Regions from separate parts of the Mus musculus genome. Here region 1 is linked to region 2. A link is a contact called in public Hi-C data. All regions are on one chromosome and are shown on one strand. The core of a region is the stretch at or near the end of the contact, and the rest is flanking DNA. Distances in the headings are between cores, read along the strand shown.

What was found. A called contact is a pair of places that touch in the nucleus more often than the background predicts.
Region 1: a contact with region 2 is called in a Hi-C map of cerebral cortex, with 2.5 times the contacts expected there. The contact joins two enhancer-like sites. A contact is called at or near these places in 4 of 484 Hi-C or Micro-C datasets (bone marrow-derived macrophages, cerebral cortex, embryonic stem cells and 1 more).

What each region holds. Positions count from the first base shown.
Region 1 is chr13:93,397,929-93,401,600 of GRCm38.p6, forward strand. The region is part of intron 9 of Homer1 (homer scaffolding protein 1); the gene reads left to right. Among named protein-coding and RNA genes, the nearest start is that of Gm6109, 49 kb to the right of the region's middle. Within about 2 kb of position 1,968, at least 29 of the 459 cell types and tissues checked have an H3K27ac peak or open chromatin away from gene starts, as enhancers often do. A contact at or near this core is called in cerebral cortex, where this site is marked.
Region 2 is chr13:92,986,382-92,990,158 of GRCm38.p6, forward strand. No RefSeq gene overlaps it. Among named protein-coding and RNA genes, the nearest start is that of Gm41019, 18 kb to the right of the region's middle. Within about 2 kb of position 1,595, at least 40 of the 459 cell types and tissues checked have an H3K27ac peak or open chromatin away from gene starts, as enhancers often do. A contact at or near this core is called in cerebral cortex, where this site is marked.

The DNA.
Region 1 (3,672 bases), core at 718-3,217, 410 kb after region 2:
GGTTAGTAAAACATGTTGCACATAGAATTTAAATATTTCTTCTTGCTTATTATTTTTCTTCTGCAACATATCTAATTATACTCATTTTCTGGTTTTCCCTACTTTATATTTCTTTTATTCTCTTGAAATTTTTGTATATAATTAAGGAATAATAACTGAATTTATAAGTGTGAGTAAAAGCTATATTTGTTTTGATTTGATTTACCTTATAATTCAATTCAGGTGGGATTTTCCCATTTTTTTTTTGTTTGTTTAATTTTCTAGTGTTTTTTCACCAATTTAACTAACTCTCCCATTTTTCAATGTATTTTTGTAGCATCCTTATTTTTGTTATTGCTCAATTTTTTTTAGATTTTTTATTTTGTTTATGGGTGTTTTGCCTTCATGTTCTGCCTTTGTATCACATTGTAGTACCCTCGAAGGCCAGAAGAAAGCATTGAATATTCTGGAACTGGAGTTACCTACTCTGTCAGCTGCCATGTGTGTGCTAGGAACTAAACCCACGTCCTCTGGAAGAGCAGCCAAGTGTTCCTAACCCCTTGAGCCATCTGGCCAACCTTGTGTCCCTAGTTTTGGGTGCACAATTCAAGCTCCTTTTTGAATAATTTTATATAAACTTTAATTCAACATGGAATATTATATTAAGAATTTTTTCTGCTTCATAGTTGGTTTCAAGAATTTTTTTCGTTTTACTGAGTTTTTAGTATTTTCTATTGATTGTGCTTATAAATGAGTCCTGTATCTTTGCATTTTTGTGGACAGAATGACAGTTTAAGGTGATTTATAAACTCATAGTTCAAAACACCCTCTTCCGAGGAGCAGTAGGAGATAGGTTGTGTGTGTTTCACTGTTTTAATTTTCCTTTATATAACAAGAGCTTAACTTTTTGTCTTGTTTCGTTTGCCCTTCGTTGTTCCTAGAGACTCCTTGTCTTTTATTCTCTTCTGAAGAGGCTTTGCAAGACTGCCTCACAAGTTTCATGGGGTTATCCCTCAAATGCAGATCTGTTCTGTCCAGCCCAGCTCTTGTTTTAGGGTTAGGCAGTCGCAGAGGTCTTTCTCTGTGCCAGCCCCACACTCTCTCTGTGACCCAGAAACAGACCTGCAGACACTGTTACAATCTCTGATGCTTGTGGTGTTCTCTGTCTTCAGTAAAGTTGAAGTCCTGACATTTGCACAACTTTATTCTCAGTGCATGTTCCTGTGGTTTGTGGAGGATAGCTGGCAGATGTCAGTGTACAAACACTTACTACTTTGTCCACTCAGAAACAGCTTCTACTTTTTTATTGCCAATATCTTCTTTCTAGACATCATTAAGTAAAGACCATTTTACTCATGCTGAATAACTTATCCCTAGTGTCTACTGCATCTGCCCAACAACTAATTGTTAGATAACGTCTTCAAAATACATACATTTCTTTTACTGCTGTGTAGATATGAGTTATTGACGCTTCTCTTGTCGATTGAAATATCCTGATATGTGTAAATGTTCATAGTCTATTATAAGATATATCTTAAGTGCATACTTGATATCTTAAGTATAATCTGCGAGGCAGATGTCAAGACAATTTTTGTATGGCTTTTATTTAGATTGAATGGTGTAGGATTTAAATGTAGTGAAAATTAGTATAGCCGGTCCCATTGGCTATAGTTTTAATATGTAATTTAAAAAAAAAATCTATTTTGAGTCTCTTAACAAAGGAATTTGAGATTCTGTTCTATTATTTTTTTTCATGTGCAGCATGAAATTGGTGGCCCTCGTGTGCCTTAAAGATGAGGAAATTAACTGACAAAAGCAATGGTAGAAGGCAAGCCCGGGGAGAGCAGCAAAGGCCAGAAGGAGACTGGCGAGTGCTGGCTGTCACTTCAGTCACACTACTTGGCCCCTACTCTCTAGGTTATCTATTCTTACCTAGAACATATTCTCCCCATCTAAAAATAGGTCACAGCCATCTGTATAGTGTGAGTGCTGCTATGTTACCTAACTAGTACATTTCCTACAGAGGCCTGTCTTGGAGTAGGACATTCATCTAAAGAGTATAGTGCGGCTTTAAACAACTGAAGAAATAGTGTTTTGTGAGGTTCCATTTAAAATGTTTGGATGTTACATTGGGTGGAGAAGAGAACAAGGGGCCTTTCATTTCTAAGGGACGCTGTAGAGGGCAAACTGGGCAGTGGCTGTGAGCTGGACATGATGAGGAGTGACGTTCAGTCTATTTCTGTAGCTGGAAACATTCAATCCTTAAGCTTGTTGAAATGCAAAAGAACACTCTGCAGTCATGAGTGCAATTTTCACATTTGATCACAGGACTTCTTCCTCTCTAATAGTTTACAGCCTCTATGGATTTAGCTTCTAAATTTATTACTATTAATTTCAAATTTTTTATTAGATGTCTTCACTTTGCAGATTATTCGAAGATTGATTAAAAACATGCAAGACTAACGTTGAAGTGGCTAACATCAAGTAGCAAACACTTTGAGATTGTACTGGGCTGTTAGACTCTTAAGTTATAAACTGTAGCTGTGCTGTTTCCCTCTTGATTCTTCTACACATTGGAGCTCATCTAAGCATGCTATAATGTCAGATCACATGGTTATGATGAGGATTATCAATTGTTACTTTTCTTTTTTTTTTTTTTTGGTTTTTTGAGACAGGGTTTCTCTGTATAGCCCTGGCTGTCCTGGAACTCACTCTGTAGACCAGGCTGGCCTCGAACTCAGGCTGCCTCTGCCTCCTGAGTGCTGGTATTAAAGGCGTGCGCCACCACTGCCCGGCCAATTGTTACTTTATTTAATGTTTTCAAATCAGTTTACCCAAATCTTTTTCTCAAGACTTCAATGTTTTAATTACATTTATATATTTATTATGTGTTTGCCACAGTGGATTGTAAATTTCCACTATGTGTGTATGGTGTATGTGTATGTGAGTGAATGAGTCAAGGTCTCACTATGTAGCTATGGGTGTCCTGAAACTCACTCTGTAGACCAGGCTAACCTTGGTCTCACAGAGATCTATCTGCCTCTGCTTCCCTAGTACTGGTGTGCAATACTATACCCAGGTTGTGAGTTTTGGAAACAAGAATCTTTATCTGGTGAGCATCTTGCTGGCTCTAAACGCTTCCATTTTTGAAAATATTGTGAAAAAAAATAATATGGAGAAAAAAGTATTCCTAATGCAAACAGCAGAATTCCTTCATTTACATCTTTATTTCTATGTGTATGAATGTTTTGTCAACATGCATATTTATGTACCACATGCATGCAATGCCTGTGGAGGCCAGAAGATGGCATTGGATTCCCTGGAACTGGAGTTACAGATGGATGTGTGCTGCCATGTGGGTGCTGGGAATTGAATCCTGGTCCTATAGAAGAATAGCCAGTGCTCTTAACTGCTGAGCCAACTCTAAATTTGATTTTTTTAAAGCTTAAGCTAAATCATCACTCATGTAATTTTGGCTTTTTGGACTTGCTTCATTATCTAGTATTTGCCATAGATTTTGTGTTGTCACAAAATTTTGCTTTCTTGTTGTCATTTCTCTCTTTCCTGGATTGCCAGCATAGAATTGGCAACTTTATACTTCTGTTACATGCAGTTACTGTATCTATGCATTTTAGTCTCTAGAGTTGAACAATTATATATTCTTAAACATACATTCCTTTGATCCTGACTGTG
Region 2 (3,777 bases), core at 345-2,844:
CAGTGAGTAAGAGAACCTGTCTTAAAAAGTATTAGAAAGGTAGAAAGGTGGACTGTGCCTGTGGAATGATATTCATTCTCTCTCTCTCTCTCTCTCTCTCTCTCTCTCTCTCTCTCTCTCTCTCTCTCTTTCCCCCCTCATATGTCACCTGCACACACATATAAAATTTAATGTAATGTACAGAGGATGCCAATGAATACACATGCTATTCATGTCGTTCATTACTGTTACCTTCATGGAATTATCAGACATTATTTGAAAGTTAGTTAATTCTAGGAGACTGTTCTATGGTTATAGCCCATCTCTAAGCGACTGTGACCATTACACGTACATCAAAATGCAAAACAAACAAACCCTCATCGATTCCCTTAAGGTTTTTAGAAACCTTATTAGAACAGTCAACTAGAAACTTTACAAGCCAAAGCTGCGGAATCAGTTCTTTCTTAAGAGCAGGACAGGTGACTCAAAGCCCAATTCACCAGGTGCCTCTGCCATTCAGCTGCAGGTCCAGCTATGGCCAGCAGAGGGCAGTGTTATACACAGACTTTGCCACTTTGGACGCTCACTGTCCGTGGTTTGGGGTATTCTTTTCCGCCTTATTTTTAATCGCCTGTCTCTGAAAGAAAAGCTGTGGTATTTCAGAAGTGACTGTTTTTCCCCAGGTTCTTATCTGCTTGTGTTGCGTTTTGTTACCTTGCCTGTTTCTGCTGGCTGCAACAGGCTCGGGTGATGTGGGGAGGCATTCTAGGCTGGAAGGGTAGAAATGGGCTCTGCAATAGGTGTGCCCTGGAAAGTGGGGGCGTCCCCAAACTCCCACCTTTTCCTCGAATCTGCTTGTGCAGCCACCTACTCTCTTTGTCTTTTCTTGGGTCTCTCTTCACCTGCCTTGTTTCTGCCGCTGACTCCATCCATTTCTCTCCCACACCATAGCAAGCCTGGGGCTACAGTGACCTCCAGTGATGCCTAATTGTGCGGTGCCTGTGAACATTTTCAGAAGCTCCTGTGTGAGGCCCTGGGACCCACTGGTGAGCCCAGTAAGAAACTGTGTGGCTCTTTCCTGTCCCCTCATCTCTTCATAATGCTTCCTAAAAGAGCTGAACTCCGGCACCCCCTTCCCTGGAAAACCTCTCTGGATCTTGGACTGACGCCGGCATTCCCGGCATCCCCTCCGTGATGCTTATGACAGTGTCAGCTCCTCACCGTTGCCTGTCCCTCTCTAAAGTCTGGGAGTCAGGAACTCTTTCTTCCCTTTCCCTCTTTGCATTTATGCTGCAAGCTTCTTTTGGGACCTTGAGGACAGAAACGCGAAGAGTCTTGATGTCGGTCCTCCCAGCGTGGGGCACGCCGCCTCATCCAGTTAACTAGCAGGCAGAATCTGGGCCCAGCAAGTTGTTCTTTCCTTCCCTAAAGACTTCTATAGACAACAGCCCCTGGCCTCTGTCTCTGAAACTCCCACTCACCCTCGCATCCACTAGCCATCTGTCTCCCTCCCATATTTCTGACCTTTCAGAGAACAGATGAGTCAGACACCCTGTCTAGAGTCCACAGACATTCACTTCATCTCCAGCCTCTCCAGATCATGTGCACTGGTGACTACATCTAATTTCTCCTTGAACTGCCTGCCTTGCTCTCTCCAGTGGCCTCACCTTGCCTGTGCTTCGGCCCCACTTCCTCCTGTGGGCAGCCCAGCCTCAGTCCTCCTGTGGGCAGACTGTGTGGTCCCCAATCCTGTGGGCAGCCCAGCCTGTCCTGTTTTCAGCTCCGGGGGCTTAAGTGTTGTTTTCTCTCCTTGTGACTCAAAATGAGTGTGGACTCAGTTCTCAACATCAGAGTAGAATGACATGTTGACCATAGAGATCAGCTTAGAGGTAGACAGTGAGAGCAGCTATACCATCAGCCAACTGCAGAGTCGGTGGAATTAGGAGAGAAATTCTTCTGTTGGAGGAGCTAGAACAGAGGCATATTGTCATTTAAAAAAAGGATGATAGGAAGAGAGTAAAAATAATAATGCAAGCCTGGGCCTCCTTGGGATTTTCAATGACATGAATTTATATATTCTACCCACCCTGCCCCCCTTTTAAAAACCAATTAGAGCTCCTTTATCCAGCTTTGCCTGCACCTAGAACTGCTTCCTGTTCAGTGTGGCTGTAGGAGCTGCTGGTAATCCTGTTGTTTCCGCCTGATCGTCAGTTTGGTGTCTCCTGTAAGGGATCAGAGTGATCACTTCTGAGCCGCCGAGCTTACTGTTCTCAGCAATGCCCAGCTCCAATGGAGCGGAAGGCTGTTGCTGTGGTGTTGGAAATTACAGCAACATAAGGCAGCCGGTTATGAAAGGCCTCAAAACCAAGCAGTTCTGGACGTCCTTTCCGCAGTTCTCTCCTCGGGAGCAACCCACCTCCTTCCCACCTCTGTTGGTTTGGTGCATCTCCTAAGAGGAGGCCCGGAGCTCCTGAGCCTCCTTCCCCCCACCCTGATTAGAGTGCGCCCACTCTCAGTTGTGTCTGCTGTGCAGGTTTTATTTTAGGAATCTGCTTTTCTCTGGGTGCACTGGCACACATCTGCCAATGCCAGCATTCAGTAGGCTGAGGCAGGAGGATCTGGAGTTTGTGCCAACTTTGCAATACCAATGCCAGCCTTAGCTAAATGGTGAGACCCAGTCCAGAGAGCTCCAGACCAAACAGATAGCTCACAGGTGGGCACTGGCCTGGTATAAACAGGGCCCCGAGTTTGATGCCCAGGATTGAAGATTAAACAAACCACCCTGTTTTCGTAGTGTTCTGAGCACTTGATGATAAAGCTCTCTCAAATTATGGATTATAACTTATCTTTCTGTGTGCTAGTTTTAAAATCCAAATGATCTATTGAAAACAAGAAACCTAGGGCTGTTAGCAGCAAGGCTTACACAGGAAGTCTTCCCCTAAAGTCTAGCTTCTCGGTCTCCTGAATTGTTTACTCCTCTGTTTGGGGGGGGGGATGGGTGTTTTATTAATTAGTTTCTCTAATAAACATTTTAAACAGAGTGCTTGGATTACAGGTCCTTGGACCGCAATAGCATATCAGGAGGTAACTGCAGAGGATGCTCCCAGAATTATTTAGACAAATGGTACCATGGTCTGCCCTCCCTAGAGAAAAGCAGATATAAAATCTTAGCAACTAAGAGAGCCCTCCCCCAGCAAGTCTCAGAGGACAATGACCTGCCAGAGAGAACATTTCTGTCTTCATTAGATGGTCTATCAAAATAAAGAAACCACCACCAAAATTCCCCATCAGACAGCTGCCTTTCAGTATCTGGACAGGTTTTGTTTTTTCTGTCTAGACATGCTTTAAGCAAGTAGAAGAGTAATCATGGGTCCAGCTGGCCAGGACTTTTCTTAGAAGGCCTCTGCATTGCAACATATTTTTAGTATCCATCACTTCCTCCAGAGGATGCAGGCCTGAGGGAAAGATGTATCAAGCACTCATATTTGAATATCTCTCTGACCCTGCTGTGCATGTGCTCTGTCAAACTGTAGGGAAAGATTCCTAGGAGGAAACACTGTCCTGAGAGCTCACAGGAAGACAAGAGATGGGATACACGCCCACACATAATCTTCCTTTCAGCTGGAAGCTTCAGATGGAAGGTCATATGTTAATACCCAGAGAAACTGAGAAATAGTGTCAGTACCTAAGCTTCAGCCCGGGTAGCTAAAGGAGAAATAGCCAGTGTAGGCCCTGCGCATTTATAGTTCTAATCATTGACGTGATACAATTGCAAGCTGCCATCTGAGCTGAGACACT